Linked DNA regions of Hordeum vulgare: region 1 is linked to region 2. A link is a contact called in public Hi-C data. All regions are on one chromosome and are shown on one strand. Each heading gives the region's core, a stretch centred on a gene start, on an enhancer-like site or on the middle of the called end of the contact. The rest is flanking DNA. Distances are from core to core; before and after follow the strand shown.

Evidence for each region. A called contact is a pair of places that touch in the nucleus more often than the background predicts.
Region 1: a Hi-C map of seedling shows a contact between it and region 2, with 2.8 times the contacts expected there. The contact joins the promoter of LOC123409934 here to the promoter of LOC123432313 in region 2. A contact is called at or near these places in 2 of 6 Hi-C or Micro-C datasets (leaf and seedling).

The regions. Positions count from the first base shown.
Region 1 is chr1H:303,106,695-303,110,020 of MorexV3_pseudomolecules_assembly, forward strand. It overlaps LOC123409934, which reads right to left and starts at 1,508. Exons shown (of 3, transcript XM_045102805.1): 1 at 1,284-1,508; 2 at 1,021-1,170; 3 at 229-895. The coding sequence starts at 1,404. The coding sequence ends at 639.
Region 2 is chr1H:302,755,238-302,758,528 of MorexV3_pseudomolecules_assembly, forward strand. LOC123432313 (WAT1-related protein At3g02690, chloroplastic) reads right to left here and starts at 1,709. Exons shown (of 8, transcript XM_045115384.1): 1 at 1,033-1,709; 2 at 890-937; 3 at 658-780. The coding sequence starts at 1,539. LOC123432340 reads right to left here. Exons shown (of 3, transcript XM_045115385.1): 2 at 3,180-3,291; 3 at 2,400-3,009. The coding sequence ends at 2,687.

The DNA.
Region 1 (3,326 bases), core at 258-2,757, 350 kb after region 2:
TTGCGTTTGCCGCATTGTCAGAGAAAAAGAACTAACTGGCAGCACCACGAATAATAATACAGATAGAACAGCACTTGAGTTCACACAGACTCAATGGTAATTACTACTCCCAAACCATTGCGTTTGCCGCATTGTCAGAGAAAAAGAACTAACTGGCAGCACCACGAATAATAATACAGATAGATCTACTGAATTGAACTCCCACAGACAAGCACAAATACTCCATGGTATCAGCCAAAATAACACGCACAGCAATTAACCTGCAGCAATTTCTCTCTCATAAAAGAAGCCTGCAGCACTTAGCCTGCCTGAACCAAAGTTCAGAAAGAACCACCGGTAACTAATACTACTGCAGCAATTTCCCGCAAAAAAAAAAAAACTAATATGCAGCAAAACCATTGCGTTTGCCGCATTACTGGAGAAGAAAAACTAATGTTCAGAAAGAACCACTGGTAACTAATATTCGAAGAACACATCAGAAGATTCAGAAGTGGGACCAATTACTATTGCACAACATCAGTAGGCCATTGTTTCGTAGCATCGACTCCAGAACGGGGCACAGGCCAACTTCTTACTCTGCTTCTCGCGCCTTGGATAATCTTCGCTGAATCGATGGACGGGCGAGAGGGACGGAGTCCTCAACGGCGGTGGGCCGGGGCCGGGGCCGGCGCCACCATCTCCGGTATAGTCGCCACCGACCCAACGGACTCATCGGGGTGTGGCAGTGGCTGCGCCTCCGCCGGAGAGGGCTGGTCGGCCGGTGGAGGTGGCCGCGTCTGTGTCACCGCCGCAACGAGCTCCTCCTCATTCCCGGATGGCGACGCTTCTGCGTCGAGATCGGAGAGGGGTCTCCACCTGGACGTCACTTCGGCTTCCTCACCGGCTGACAAGCTCTCTGCTCTCGGGCCAAGAAGAGACCAAAGGGAGACATCAGTCCAAGAAACGAATTGCAAGCCAAGAAACCAAGAAGCCACACTCTTTCGATACAAGAAACGAATTGGGAATGGAAGCAAAACTTACGGCAATCGATGTAGTCGATCTGTCTCGGCGCTGGCTGCCCAGAGTTGGCTGCCGGTTTGGCGCCGATTCCTGCCATCAGCACAGACTGCAGCGATGGAGGCGGCGAAGGCACCACCTCCGCATTCGTGCGCTCCCCGCCTCTCCCGAGGCCTGCAAGAAACCAAGAAACCGAACTCGTAACACCAAGAATCCAAGAAAACGCGGACATCACGAAGAAGAAAAGCGTGCTTGCGCTTGCTGCTGATAATTTCCCAGGAACCCACCTTCGTCGAGCAAGAGTTCTATGGAGGACACGTCTTCGTCGTCGGTGGAGGTGACCCTCATCCGTGCAGGTGGCCGCGACGTCCCCGGAGCGTCGCCGGAGGCCTTGCGCTTCTCTGCCATCTCGCCCCCCTCAGCAATCGCCGCGCACCAACGATTCGAATCAACGCGTCTGCAGGAAGAGAACCGAACTACCACAGCAAGATGGGGAGGATCGAGCTAGAGAAAGGATCAAAGGAAGCTACAGGAGGAGGAAATTTATAGGGGAGGGGCGACGCGCGGAGGAAGACGAGATGGGGAGGATCCACAGTGGGCTCATTGCCGCGAGTTGCAGTTTGGGCGCGTGTGGGCCCACTCTGGCCGGTTAAGCTCTCGAAGTTCTTCTAAAAAAACCTGCTCTCCGAATCCGGCAGACGCCGGTTAAAAGACAAAATTTGCTAAGCGGCGCCTGCAGCGCTCCGCAATGGACCGGCCCATGTAAAGATTCTTCACGAATTGTTTTTAGCCCATGAACTGTTTTAGCCTGTGATCATTTTTTAAAATCGGTAAACTTTTCTAAAAATTGATATTTTTTATAAAAATTCGTGAACATTTCTGAAAATCGATGAACATAATTTAAAATTCATGATTTTTTTCAAAATCAGTGAACTGTTTTTAAAAATTGAAGAACTTTTTAAAAAATCAGTGAACTATGTTTAAAAAATGATGAACTTTTTTAAAAATCGTTGAATTTTTTTTTTATATTCCAGTGAACTTTTAGAAAATCCATGAACATATTTTTCAAAAATAGGTGAATTGTTTTGCAAATCTACTTTTTTTTCGAATTCTGGGACTAATGCATTTTTACATGGGCCGGCCTATATGGAGGAGCGCTGCAGGCGCCGAATAGGAGGTCCCTGCGCGCAAGGTAACTGGCGCCCGCAGCTGCAGCCGGATGGGCCGGTCCATGATCGCACAGCGTGAAAACGACCCTAAAAAATAGGTCTCGACCGGGATGCGATCTCACGCCCTCCCGCGCCTCACAGAATGATGCTAAGCAATTGACAAAATAACAAATAGTGACATGTACAGCGCGAACGTGTTAAACAATAAAAATGCAGACGCTGTAGCATATAGATTTTTCAATTATTTGAAAACATGTTCACATACTATAAATGGAGATCATGAACATGCAGAACAAGTTTCCGTATTCAGAAAATAGTTCACCAAATCAGAAAAGTTCATATACTAAAAAAAGGTCATGAATTTAAAAAAAGTTCATCGTTTTTCAAAAAAGTATATCGAACAATGGAAAAAATCATCGATTTGAATTAAAAAAGGTTCATCGAATGTGAAAAAAAAAGTTCAAATCATTTAGAAAAAGTTCATCTAAATTGAAAAAAGTTCATCGATTTTGAAAAAAAGTTCATTAATGTTGAAAAAAGTTCATCGCTTTTGATAAAAAAGTTCAATGATTTTGATTTTCTTAAAGTTCATCAATTTTGAAAAAAATTAACGAATTTAGAAAAAGTTCACCTAAATTAAAAAAAACAACGATTTTGAAAAAGTTCATCAATTTTGAAAAAGTTAATCAATTTTTGAAGCAAATTTATCAGTTTTGTAAAAAGTTCATCTATTTTGAGAAAAGTTCAAAAAAATGAATAAAACTCATCAAATTTGAAAAATAAATTCACGAGTTTCAAAAAAATATGTTCATGGATTTTAAAAAGAAGTTCATCTATTTGAAGAAAATAATTATGAATTTGGAAAAATAAAGAACAAAAGGACAGAGAAAAAAGAAATAAAAGGAAAACAAAGAATGAAGAAATAAATGAGTGAAACATGCATGTTATCACAACTTGTGAATTGCTCGGTTAGTTACGCGTCAATCAGGTACAACCCGCGACGCGAGTTCGAATCCTTGCTCGCGCGACATGTTTTACAGTTTCTTTAGAGTTTAGAGAAAACAGAAAAAAAAACATGGGCTGGCCGAACTAAAATGTGTGTGTAGTTGTTGCAGGCGCCATTAGCAAAAACATTAGAAACCGAGCCTGCGGTGCCAAATA
Region 2 (3,291 bases), core at 459-2,958:
CCTAAGTGGTTATTGATTGACTGTGAAATAAGTTAAAAAATAGCATTCACACTACGCATGCATATAGAAGTAGTATTACAACGAAGTACTAATTAGCTGCTAGGAGTAAATGCAACGCGTCTTAAATCTTGTCTATTGTGGAAATGCACGTAAATTTAACTGTGTCTTCTAAGAGGGTGCTTTGATACGTTTTAGTCCCATGACTAAAAGTAGTGGGACTAAAACTTGCAAGCCTCACCCATGCTTGGATCTAAATACTAAAGAGACTAAAATCAAGTTAATGAGCATTTATTATCCTTCAAACCCTCCAATCCAAAACTCGTCTGTGTTAAAGGAGAGGAGTTAAATGAGGAGAGAGAGGACTAATCCACATTTTAGTAGGGTACCCCTGACTATTTTTTTTAGTCTTAAGACTAGTTTTAGCTCCTCTTTAGTCAGGGGTGCTTGAAACTTTAGCCTCTTAAAGAGACTATTTTTAGTCAGACTAGTTTTAGTCCTTTGAATCCAAGCACCCTCTAAACCGTGACGGAGGTAGTACTAACATGCTATTAACTAATCCTAATTAATTGCTTCCAAAAAAATAATTGTAATCAATATCTGAGTGTAGAGATACGAGATTGGTTCGAAACATTAGAAATGCATTGCAAAAATGCAAACCTCGAGGAGCAAAAGCCCAACAACACCCAGTAAGAGTCCCCCAACTCCTATCGCCCCGATAGACTCTCCAAAGAATAGTGCAGCAAGGATAGCAACCGTCAATGGTTGGGAGTCGATTATGACCTGCAATGAGGATCGCAGTTCGGTAAGCGATCGTCAGCTCGATGGACCAAAATGGCAAGTCAATTGTTTGTCTTTGGAGCTAGAGAACAGAACGGAGGATTAGCCTTACGCTTCCGAGGCCAGCCGATGTCTTCTGCAAGCCCTCGGTGAGAAAGCCCTGCAAAGGGAGGAAACCAAACCCATGCTGGCTTCAGGAACCGCACAAGCACAACCACACGCTAAGGATCACGCCTTTCACCTATCTAAATCCACCTGGAAGCAGGCGGCGTCGATGAGGCCGAAGGCGGCGATGGCGCCCCAGGCGGCCCACCCGGAGGGCTGCTTCCTGCCCCTAGCGGATGCGAAGGCGACGACGAGCGCTCCCGCGGGGAGCAGGCGGAGCGCGGCGACGAAGAAGGGCCCGGTCTTGGGTATGACCCCCTTCATGGCCACCATGGCCGTGCCCCAGAAGAAGAAGGGCGACACCAGCGACACCCACTCCCACCACTCTCTCCCCGCGAGCGCCGGGGCGACCCCCTCCTCCGCCCCGGGGCCGTCGTCAACGACGCACTCGACGTCGGTGCCCGTGCCCACGCAGTCGAGCTCGTCCGCTGCGGGCGGAGGCGTTTCTCCGCCCCCGGCTGCGAGGCGGAGGCGGAGGCGGAGGCTGGGGACGGTGCCGCGGCGTGGGACAAAGGGGAGAACGGGAGCGGAAGGGCGTCTGGGAGTTAGTGGTGGGTGGAGTGGGAGCAGGAGGCGGAAGGGCGCGGTGGTGGACATCGCGGCCTGACGGCCGGCGCTCGGGCGGGGTGCTGCCGTGATTCGGCGGGTCGAAAGGCGGCCCCGGCAGCGGCCGGCACGACGGGAGGAGAGAGAGGAGCGGCGAGGGTGGGTTTCCGCTCGCGCAGCGTGTCGAGCTCAGCTCTGCTCGCTCGGCGTGTGGGTGCGTTTCACTGAATCAGCTCGGTGTTGGGCCTGTATTTCAAGCAGCAGGTTGGGTCGGCCCACAAGTGCCACGGCTAAATTTTGTCATTTCACGCGATATACACGATCTCTCCAAAAAATAAGACCGCCCACAATCTCCGTGGCTGCTGCTTCTTCTTTGAGAATCAACGGACCCAAAATCAAAATTCAGATTACTAATGCTAACAAAACGTTGTCAAAAAAGAAGCAAGATATTGGATATAGTCGTCGCTCTGAAACTGATATCTCGCAACAGTACGTGCATATCATGGACCTACGGCGAACCAGTGAAGCCGATGGCAAGTTTGATGAATATATAGCTGTTGGCATTACATAGACCGGTGAACCATTTCAGGGGAGTGGCACGAGCATTTCATCTAAAGGATCATAAACACATACTATTACTTCCTCCGTGATAAAATGGATGCTAGATACGTTTGTTTGAACATCCGTTTGAGCATCAACTAATTCCGGACAAAGGGACCACACTACTAGAATTCGAGCAGGCAGGCCATTGAGCTGCATGAATTAGAGAGATTCAGAGCAGTGCCGAGTTAAGCTTTCAATGGATACTAGCTACTCTGTATTACTAACACATTTCATGCATTTACCAAAAGCAGAACACCCACAGAGAGTAGTAGTACCAGTCTACTGCACGGTAACATCCATGGCAGGCAAAAGATAACAGCAATTAACCTGCTGGACAGTCATGTAATCTGAACTGAACCCATTGCACAGATGTAAAAAGTTGCAGAAAAACCAAAGTTGGCAATGACTGACAGGCAATGTGCAGCAAAACCAACAGTTGCATTGCCTACATTGCTGGAGAAGAAAAAACAACGAGCTAAACACTGCAAGAACACATCAGAAGCGAGACTAATTAACCGGAGCACACCATCATCAGGTGATCGTCTCCAGCCATCATCAACTACGTAGCATCATCGTCTCCGCAACGGGGAACTGATCAACTGCCCCACTTTGCTTGTGGACGGCCGGTGGCGCGCGCCTTGGACGAACGGCGGCGCAAACGGCGGCCGGCGCCGCAAACCGAGCAACATATCCTGGCGCACCGGCTGTAGCGGCAGGGCACGCAGAAGCAGACGTGCCTGTAGGGAACCCGGGGGATCGTCCCTATCCAGCGTCGGCAAGCCCTGCAAACCCCGGCGCGCACCGTCGGCTGATGGGTGGCGGGGGGCTGTGGCACGATAAGCTCGGAGAGGTTCACGAACCTCCACGGAGAAGACGCTTCCTTTTCCTCGCCGGCAGCCGAGCCACCATCCGGCAACCCTGTTCACGGGCGAAGAAGAAGAAACACACGGAGATGTATTGTCAGTCCAAGAAACGAATTGCAAACCAAGAAACGAACTGGAAACCAAGAAACGGATTGCAAACCAAGAAACAAACGGGAAACCAAGAAACGAACTGGCATCCAAGAAACGAACTGGAGGCCAAATTACCGCGACCATAGTCTCTCGCCGCCTGGCCCCTCAAGTTGACTGACAACTCTCTCTCCTGCCTCTCCAGGAACATGCGGTAGGCGTCCATGACGTTCATTGCCCGCGGATCCCG